2 separate regions of the Mus musculus genome follow, and region 1 is linked to region 2. A link is a contact called in public Hi-C data. All regions are on one chromosome and are shown on one strand. The core of a region is the stretch at or near the end of the contact, and the rest is flanking DNA. Distances in the headings are between cores, read along the strand shown.

What was found. Hi-C and Micro-C count contacts between places; a contact is called where the count stands out from the background.
Region 1: a Hi-C map of liver shows a contact between it and region 2, with 2.9 times the contacts expected there. The contact joins the enhancer-like site here to the promoter of Nrg4 in region 2. A contact is called at or near these places in 1 of 39 promoter capture datasets (macrophages), 13 of 484 Hi-C or Micro-C datasets (brown adipocytes, cortical neurons, embryonic heart and 6 more), 5 of 115 datasets of contacts at active chromatin or transcription factors (the HPC-7 cell line, embryonic stem cells, kidney and 2 more) and 3 of 9 other capture datasets (adipose tissue, liver and pancreatic islet).

The regions. Positions count from the first base shown.
Region 1 is chr9:55,234,795-55,239,732 of GRCm38.p6, reverse strand. Nrg4 (neuregulin 4) reads left to right here. Exons shown (of 8, transcript NM_032002.2): 5 at 3,214-3,293. Among named protein-coding and RNA genes, the nearest start is that of Fbxo22, 28 kb to the right of the region's middle. Within about 2 kb of position 2,977, at least 17 of the 459 cell types and tissues checked have an H3K27ac peak or open chromatin away from gene starts, as enhancers often do. A contact at or near this core is called in liver, where this site is marked.
Region 2 is chr9:55,281,655-55,286,870 of GRCm38.p6, reverse strand. It overlaps Nrg4 (neuregulin 4), which reads left to right and starts at 3,246. Exons shown (of 8, transcript NM_032002.2): 1 at 3,246-3,374; 2 at 4,255-4,320. The coding sequence starts at 4,311.

The sequences.
Region 1 (4,938 bases), core at 1,728-4,227, 47 kb after region 2:
AGGAGAAAATCGCTAAGTAGACAAGACAGCAAGTCTTCCCACACCCAGTGGTGAAGTATGTTGAGCACTCAGGGGCCTGGGGCAGCAATGACGTCTGCAGTGTTCTCAGATGTGGTGACCCAGAAACCCCAAACCTCTGCAGTGGTGAAGAACACACCTTTTAAGAATGGAGGAGAAATGGAGATAATTGTGATTGTGTAGAACTTAGAGTTATTCCCCAATAATTCTTCTTCCTAAGGGCCCGAGTGGAACTGACCCTCCAGGACATATGTGAGATGCTAAAAGGAAGACTAAAGAAGTGGTGTGTAATTTCAACAATAAACACATTGTCCTGTATGTGTGTAATATGTGACATATATGCAGCAGTATGTGACATATGTGGCAGTTTGTGACATACATGTAGCAGTATGTGACATATATGTGGCAATATTGACATATGTGGCAGTATATGACATGCAGCAGTATGTGACATGTATGTGGCAGTATGTGACATATATTCAGCAGTATGTGGCATATATGTGGCAGTATATGGCATATGAGTGGCAGTATGTGACATATATATGTCACATGCTGCCATATATTCAGTAGTGTGTGGCATATATGTGACAGTATATGGCATATGTGTGGCAGTATGTGACATATATGTGGCAGTATATGCAGCCAAGAATGACTTTGCTATGTATCTTCCACACCTTCACCTCCCAGGTGTCATGATGGAGGTGTGTGCTGCCACACCTGGCTGAGCGTGGATTCTTAAAAAACTATCTGTAGTCACCCTTTTAATTATATGTCTTGTTTTGCATAAGTTTTCTTCCTAGTCATAAAAGTTAGACTTTGGAAACCTGAACATTTAGAAAATTGATATAATTTAATTTTAAGATAGCAATTGTCTTATAAAATAACATATCAAAATAGTTTTCAGATCAGACTGAAATGTGCTTGAAATCACATATTTTCTATGTATATGTGTCCATGTATGTGTGCGTGTACCTGCACATGTGTGTGCAGGCCAGAGGACAGTACCAGCTGTCATTATCCAAGCACTATCTACCTTGCTTGGCCTGGACTTACCAGGTGTTGTAGACTGTCTGGCCAGTGAGCCCCGGGGGTCTGCCTGTCTCTGCCTTCCCAGAGCTCAATCACCAGGATATACCACCACACACACTTAATGATGTGGGTTCTGGGGATCCGATCCAGGCTCTCCTCGTGCTTTCGAGGCAGGCACTTTACCAAGTGAGCTCTCTTCTTAGATCCTCTTTTGCATTTTTAATGACAACTTGAGCAGAGATGACAGGTGCCCTAACCTCACAGGCAGAATCAACCTGGCCGTTACTGATCATGAGAGCTAGACAAAGGCTGTGTGCTGTCGTCTACTAACTTTGTACAGTGTTTCTGAGCTAGGAAATATTCTTCTAAGAGTAAAACTAAGCCAGGCATGGAGTGTATGCCTGTGACCCCAGCACTTGGGAGAAGTAGACAGGAAGATTGCCAAGTTCTAGACCAGCCTGGGATACAACTCCAAAAAATTGAAAGTGAGGGGATGGACGGCTGGAAAGCTGGTTTAGTGAGTACGTACTTGCTCTACAAGCACGAGGTTGTGAGTTTGAATCCCCGGCACCCACATAAAAGCGGGGTGTCACTGCATGTGCTTGAACCCCCAGTGTTTGGGATGGGGGTGGAGAGAGGTGGGAACCAGCTCACCAATCAGCTAGCCCAGAGGAGAAGAAAATGTTTAGTCACGAAAACAAATCGTTCTCTATCGGTTCTGACCACTTGGTGGCTGAAAGTGCTGCGACCTGAGGCCTTGGGCTTTCTGTGACTTAGAAGAGGATGTTACCCGAATGACGAGGTTCAAAATGTCCCCTGAGCCCTGTGCTAAAACCCTGTCTAAGACTGGCATTTTAGGATTAAGGGCCGGTGTGCTTTTAGAAAATGCTGTTTTGCTATGGCGAGATGATGTTAATTTGTTTTCACTAACATAAATCAATACATTGGGGTTGAAATACTAAAAAAAAAAAAGCAATTTTTTACATTTCAATTTTCATTTTAATATTTAGAATAGTTTTTTTTAATTCACACGGTGACAGATTATAGCCTATATAAGGTTACAATCAGATGACCCAAAGCTGATGAAGCTTAGGTTCAAAATGATTTTTATTGCCATTGAAAGACCCCCAAACGGGGGTGGGGGGGCTCACTCAAGTCCCAGGATGACGCGATGCCCAAGAACTCACGAGAGACCGATCGATCTTTTTTTTTTTTTACAAGGTTTCTCTGTATAGCCCTGGCTGTCCTGGAACTCACTTTGTAGACCAGGATGGCCTCAAACTCAAAAATCCTCCTGCCTCTGCCTTCTCAGTGGTGGGATTAAAGGCATGCGCCACCACCGCCCAGCTGAGAGACCGAGAGAGAGAGAGAGAGAGAGAGAGAGAGAGAGAGAGAGAGAGAGAGAGAGAGAGAGAGAGAGACAGACAGACAGACAGAGACAAATCTTGATGCAAACTGCAAGAGGTTTATTCAGGAAAGGCCAGTGCACTGGGGGCGACTCATATCCCACACAGGGGTAGAGGAGTCGACCCCGAGCTCAAGGGGTAAGAGGTTTATAAAGGCAGAAACCACAAACACCTGGCATTGGGCTATAGCATTTGGGAAGTATAACGGGTTCAAGGAACGGTTGGAGTATTCTGTACAAACATTTCCTGAAACAATGGGGCAAGTTAAACTTCTACTTTGTGGTTAGTACATCCTGGAACAATGGGGCAAGTTAAACTTTTACTCCCTGCCATTAGTGAGGTCTATTTTGGACACAAGTCTAGAGGCTTAAATAATTTTGCACTCTCTCTCAGGATCTTTCACCATGAACTAGAGTTGTTCACTAAAGCTATCCCATATTTCATAAATGGGTCCACAGTGGTGGGAGTAACCTCTTTACAGAAACTCCCTAAGACTCAGCATCAATGCCATGCTTGCAGGCTCAGCTTAGCGGTATCCAGAGTCGCACCGCCACCTCTGCGGGCAGGTTGGCTAAAGTGTGTGTGTGTGGGAGGGGGGGGGGGCGGGGCTTGTTAAACATTAGGGCAGCTCTACGACATTAGGTAGCGCTGAAGAAAGAATGTACTTCCAAATATTCAAGATTAATTTCCTTTCTGATTCTTCTGACATGTTTTCAAGTTACCCATTTTTCATCTGTATTTCTCTTCTCTTTGATGCCAGGAAGGGCCACCTTCAGAGGGCCAGTTCAGTCCAGTGTGAGATCAGCCTGGTAGAGACAAACAATACCAGAACCCGTCACAGTGAGTAAAGTCCAAATGGGATGGTTAAGGGCACAGGTGAGATCCTTGCTGTTGTGTGTATGGACTATGTTCACAGCCATTCAAAGAAGGGTGGCCTAAGACTTGCCCCTGGATTTCGGGCTAGTTGTTACTTTTCACAAGAGAATACTTTTTTCTTTTCTGTGTTTGTTTGTTTGTTTGTTTGTTCCTTAAGACAAGATTTCTCTCTGTACCCTGGCTAAACTCACTCTGTAGGCCAGGCTGGACTTAGAGACCTGCTTGCCTCCACCTCCTGAGTACTGGGATTAAAGGCACGAGGTACCACTGCCCAGAGGATTAATTTTTTTTATTAGCAGTGTGACAGAAGTAATACTTTTTTCATAAAATAAATATGTGAAGTTATATGAATTTCAGCACTTGAAGTGATGCACTCAGCTGTAATGTGCTACAGCAGATCTGAGGAACAGTGTTCTAGAACCACTCTGATGTGGGCTGTGCTGGGAGCCAGGCAGGGAAATTACCTTAGGGAAAACTGTAGCAAGTCAGCGTTTTCAAGCTTCTTGAGGTTTCGAGCAAAATAAGACAGCACGCACTGGATTTCCTTTCTCTTACTTGAAAAGAATGAAAAATGAACAAACCACATGAAGCAACAGTTAACCTCTGTTCTCAGTGTGCAGTTGCATCTTTGCATGCACACACATGCATATATGTGCACACATACACGTGCGCACACACACACACACATATACACATGAGTACACATGTGTGCACATGTGTACACATGAGTACACAGGTGCACACACATGCACACATACATGTGTGTACATACATGCATACACACAAATGCACACATGGTCACACATGAATGTACACACACATGCACATGTACACATAAATGCACATACACTAAAATGAAATAAATCTTTTTTTTTTAAATGCTGGGCTTGATAGCAGGGTTCTATAATCCTACTCCGAGAACAGCCAGGGACAGGAAGATCTCTGGGGTTTGCTGGCCTCATAATCTTACTGAATCAGACCCAGGCTCAGTAGGAGACCCTATTTCAAAAACTACTAATGATCAAGGAGAGGGGAAAAATGACAGGAATTAGCAATATCAACAACAAGATTAAGTAGCATTTCTAGCAATATTACAGACAGGGCAATAGGAGAAGCTCTGGCATAATTTAGATTAAACAGACAAACCCTTTGAAGAAGAAAAACTACCAAAGAAAGGGCTAACTTGAGGGGCTGGGGCTGCAGCTCTCATGTGGTATGCCTGCCTAGCAGGCAAGATGCCCTGGTTCTGTCCTCAGCATTACATAAAACCAGACTCAGTTATGCATGCCTATAATACCAGCCCCTGAGAAGAATTACAGACAGGAAGATCAGAAGTGCAAGAATATCCTCAGCTACAATGAGACCAACCTGGGCTCTAATGAACCCTGTTTCAAAAAAATAAAATCTGGAGAGTGATATAAAAAGTTAAAAAAATTAATCATAATTCAAATAGTACTACATTCATTGATTGAATTTGTGTAGAAACTTTTCTTTAATGACAGTCCAGGCCCAAGTACTTGAACTTATACCAAATTTCTACTGAAGCAACAATCACTCTTGATAAACTCATTATGAAATACTGAAGAGAGTACAGAATATAAGACAAGAT
Region 2 (5,216 bases), core at 1,997-4,496:
AATCATTATCTTACTCATGGAATATATTTCTCTATTCTTTTTGTTTTCAACAGTAGAAATACACATATCTTTGTGTGGCATTTTTACATTTAAGAGTTGTACAGACATTCCCATAACCCAATTTTGGAACAATTCTCTCTATAAAGGTCCCTTATGTTTCCAGCCCCAGGCCCAGGCAGCTGTTACTCATTTCATGTAAGTAAGGTCATATGTGTACTCTCTTAGGACTCACGTCTTCACTTAACATGTTCTGAAGTTCATCAGTGTTTTAACACATGTGACTAGTTAATTCCTCATTGTTGTCAAACAGTATTCCATTGTGTGGCCACACCACGACTTGTTTATCTGTATGTCAGTGGATGGGCACGCCAATTGCTTCCAGCGTCTGTGGATTGTCAGCGATGGACATCTAGATTGTTTCTAGTTGGGGGACAGCAAGACTGAATGCGTTCTAACCACCTGTGTAAAGGTCTTTGTGTAGACCCGTAATTTCACTTCTTTAATAAGTTCCAAACTTTTTTTCTCATACCAACTGTTTTCTATACTATCAGAAAATAAGCTTTATAGCATGCAGCTATGGCCATGCAATTCCTTTCCCAAAAGCTCTTCATGGCCTTCCTGTTGCCTTTCAGATGATGTTTATGTCTGGATTCTGCTTTCGTCGCCCCTGGTCCCCTTCTTTCTGCTATCTCACACTCCTAAAAATCTGTACACCTTCACCTCTGTGCCCTGCATGCATCTTGGCCTGTGACCTACTAACAATAAGCCGGCCACCTTGCCTCTTCTCTCTTTGTGCTTTTGAACACCGTGTGGTATGTTCATCCATCTCTGCTTGCAAATGTTTCTCTATTCCCAAGGTTACATGTGAACAGTAACACTTCTTGGAGTCTTTCACTTTCCCTTATTAGTTAACTAGCATTATTGTTTTTGTTGTGTGTATGCTTGTATAGTGGAATACAGCCTAGGCTACACAGCAAGACTCTGGGTTAAATATTAAAATATCACACATAACAGGCATTGTTAAGTATCTTAGATAGAACCACATGAAATTATCCTTGTTCTAAGTAAAAATCTCCTTTATATGAGTTTTTGTGTCAGCTTTCTGTCCCAGTGGAAAAACCCTGAGAAAGTAAAGGGAAGGAGAAGAGGTTTATTTTGGACCACAGCTGTGGTCCATAGCTAGTTGGTTTCATTGCTTTGGGGCCTGTGCTAGACAGAACGTCACATCAAAGAGTATGAGCTAAGCTCTTCATCTTGTGGTATCTAGAAAACACAGGATGGGTCAGGGTCCTAGTATCCTAGTTTAAGGGCCCATCTCAAAAGACCCAACACCCTCCACTAGGTCACACCTCCTAAAAGCTCCACTACCTCCCAGAAGTGCCTTCAGATAGGAACCAAACTGTTCAACACGTGTGCTTTAGGTGTGAGCACACTTAAGATCCAAACCACAGAGATGAGTCAGTGAAAGAGTTTACTTAGTTACTTGTTCTGTTTTTCATCCAGTGTCCAACAGTAGGGGGCATTTGTTTAAAAGGTATCCACTGCTTAGTACACTTGTTCACAGTTAAATGGAGAAATTTTCTTAAGTACCAAGGCTTTCGTTCAGTGAAATGCTAGCTTGAAAATCTTTTCATTTTTTTTTTTAAATTTAGAATCACGTATATCTGGGTAGCACACATCTACAAACCCAACATTTGGAAAACTAAGGCAGAAGGACTATAAACTTCAGGCAAGCCTGGGCTACACATAAAGACTGTCTTTTCTTTTTTATTGGATATTTACTTTATTTACATTTTAAATGTTATCCCCTTTACCAGTTTCCTCCCAAACCCCTATTTCATCCCCCCTTCCTCTACTTCTATGAGGGTGCTTACCCACCCACTCACTCCTGCCTCCCCACCCTGGCATTCCCCTACACTGGGCACCTAGCTTTCACAGGACCAAGGGCCTCTCCTCCCAGTGATGCCCAACAAGGCCACCTCTGCTACCTCTGCAGCTGGAGCTATGGGTCCTTCAAGACTCTGTCTTAAATAATAAAATAAGGAATCACATAGCTCCCCCGGTTTTTAATTTCTCATGTATAAAAAACAGTACAAATCATCATAACATGTCTCTTAATAAATGCATCTTGAATGGCTTAAGTTCACATGATCCCCATGTGCAGTTTAGTGTTCATTTCTATATTAATTGGCAGCATAATAGTTTCCTAGTTCAAATAAAATAAATAAAGGTTATTTTTATCATCTTATTTTCAGTCTCAAATACTGTGTGCTAAAATAACTTATGTACATATGTATATATACACATATATTATGCATATATGTGCTAACTATATCTATAGAATTTCATTTGATGTGGGAGATAATATGAGCAATGAAAATAAATCTATAGTCAAAAGCATGTTTTACACACACACACACACACACACACACACACACATATATATATATGTATATATATATATACACACACACACACATATTTGTTTGAATTGTGATTTTTGGAAAATAAAACCATCTAAATGCTTAGTATACTTTTATCTAAAGGGGAAACCCATATTTCATTTAAACAGATTTACATGTTAACATTTTAAAACATGACTTTTAGAACTTAACTTTTCTTAGTGTATATGAGGCTGAGGGATCTTCTCAGAAGGGGAGAAGGAATGATTCTAAGAGCCAGAGGTAATGGGTGACTCCAAGGAGAGTCGTTTCCCAGACACGACAGAACTTACACAGGCGCGCTTAAGAGAGCTGTGTCACAGGTCTCCTGAGAACTTCTATCATCAGATCCACTAGCTGCATCGCTAGAGGTGCCACGATAAATGTGAGCTCCGTTTCAACTATTGCTTCGTTCAGTCTGATAAGTTCAAGTCATTATTTGTATATTTTACTTACTCTATAAGAGAAATTATTTTGTAAACTCTGTGGTGCATTAGTTTCACACCAATGCTGTTTTTCCACATACTTACCTAACACATATCAGTTACCAAGACATGCAGAGATAAGTAAGGGCTCTAAAGAACGTGGCTTATTTCATAACTTTGAAACTTGGACCGCGCTTTAGGGGTGCCACCTACCGCAGCTCCTTTTCTTAGTGAAATCCTACCCGTTTGCGGTTTGGAAATGTGTGGGCGTGACTCCCTTGGCTGCTCCTGACCTCTGTGTGGGCGTGGTTCCCCTGGCTGCTTGCGACCTCTGCTCACACCTTGGTCTGCCTTGACCTCGCCCACACTGAAGTGACATAAATCCGATTTTTGACACGTTGTAAAGTTCGAGTCACAGTTGCTGAAGTCCTCAGTGTTCAAACACTTGTGAAACGCTGCATGTCTAGCAAAATTTTCTTTTTTTATGGGAATATAAATTTCTGTTGAGGTAAGCCCTGTTTATTTGGGGAAAAAGGAGAAAAAAAAAATGAGCCAGTGATTATACATTTACTGTGCGCGCTCTCCCTCTCCCCTCTCTCCCCTCTCTCCCCTCTCTCCCCTCTCTCCCCTCTCCTCACCTCTTTCTCCTCTCTCTGCTTGTCTGTAAAAGAGATTGCCTTTAGAAGACTTTAATTTTGAATGTTCTTATATGAAGTGGTAGATTGAACTTTCATTATAGTATTTGTACTATGACAAGAGCTTGCAATCCCAATGTAAGGCTAAATCCTTCATCTGCTCTTAATGCCTTTGTTTGTTACAGTAGCAAACTTCTCTCATAAGTGTGTCTCATTTACTGCCTTGCCAAATCTCAGACACCATTTTAAGGAAGGGCGTTTGTCAATTGATTGGCAGGCAGACTATGTAGCTTCTGCCTACCAAACGTGGACACGCACTTGTGCAGGTTCTGAAGCTGTAACCGAAGTGCTTAAATCCTTTTTTGAGGTTTTTCTATAGAGTGGCCATTTTCAACAAGTTGAAAATTTGGGAGGTCATGGGTTCGTTGTGGAAATTAGGTTTCTGCGGGCTACGTGGTTTAAAAGCACAGATGTCGCTGGAGGTGGCTCAGTTGAGCGTGTGTCTGCACGTCTCCATGGTGTTCTCAACCAAGACGCTATGCCACCGTTCTCACCCAACACTACCCTTTTAATGTCGATCTTCTTTTTATCTGTTCATGTTTCAGCATTGTCTGTATGTCTAAGATGCTCGAATACTGCCATGTGTGTTTTATTTTCAACATTTTAGAGTTTTGCTAATGGAACATTTGGCGCATTATAATGTCCTCCAAACAGGATAACCTCCCTTAAAATATAAATTTTAAATTATTTTAGGTGCTGATTTTCAACCTTAATTCTTCCATCAAGAATGAAACTATTTAAAAATTAAGATGCCAACAGGTAATTTCTTGTAAGTTCATACTTCTTGTCTATGTGTGAGTTTATTTAGTAAGAAAATGACCAATGTATATTAATATAAAGCTATATTGTTTCCCATGCAAAGCCTTCCAAAAACATTAGTTTAGCTTTAAAAGACCTATATAACATAAATCTATTTTATTTTTTATTTTTGTTTTATTGGGTTTTTTCTTCTTACAAAGTGACAGATTCTAGCTTTCTATCTGATATCAACTTCTCAAATTCTAAGTGAATGAAATCAGAATAAAATTAGCATAAGAGGTAGTAATTCAGGTTAGGTGAGTAATGTTAGAAGTTGGTTTATTAAGACATGGCTTTGTATAAAAAAGAAAAGGGAATCTGAAAAAAAAAAACGTTTGAACCAGTTCATTTTTGTTTCTGTAACACTACATTCTTTGTAGTGTTTTTTCTTCTTCTTCGGTATTATATACCTTTTTTTTGATACATTCATAGTCGCAACCTGAAATTCTTGTTTCTAAAGTAAAAGGAAAATTTAAACTTTTCAAATTCAGACTGGAGATTTCTAGCTCCTTGCAATTATATGTTGATAGGTATCAATATTTTAGAAGTCAAAATACTAGCAAGTTTGTTTTTTTTTTTAACAGCATATTGTTTTTTAATGCCAAGTTGATGTCAAAAGGAAATACTGCCATTTTCTTCTTCACATGAGATGACTCTAGATCATGTTTTAGGTAGAAACAAACTAGCAACATGCAGTTTAAAGCTCTATGGTGTTCTCTTTAAGGAGAAAGTCTCAATTTTCCCATGTAAATAGTAGTTGATGAAGACTGGTAAAGGAAATGTCAAAGGTGAAAGAGAAAGTGAAGCTGGAAGAAAAGCAGGCAAAGAGGAAAGCAAGAGAGAAAACGTGACTTCTT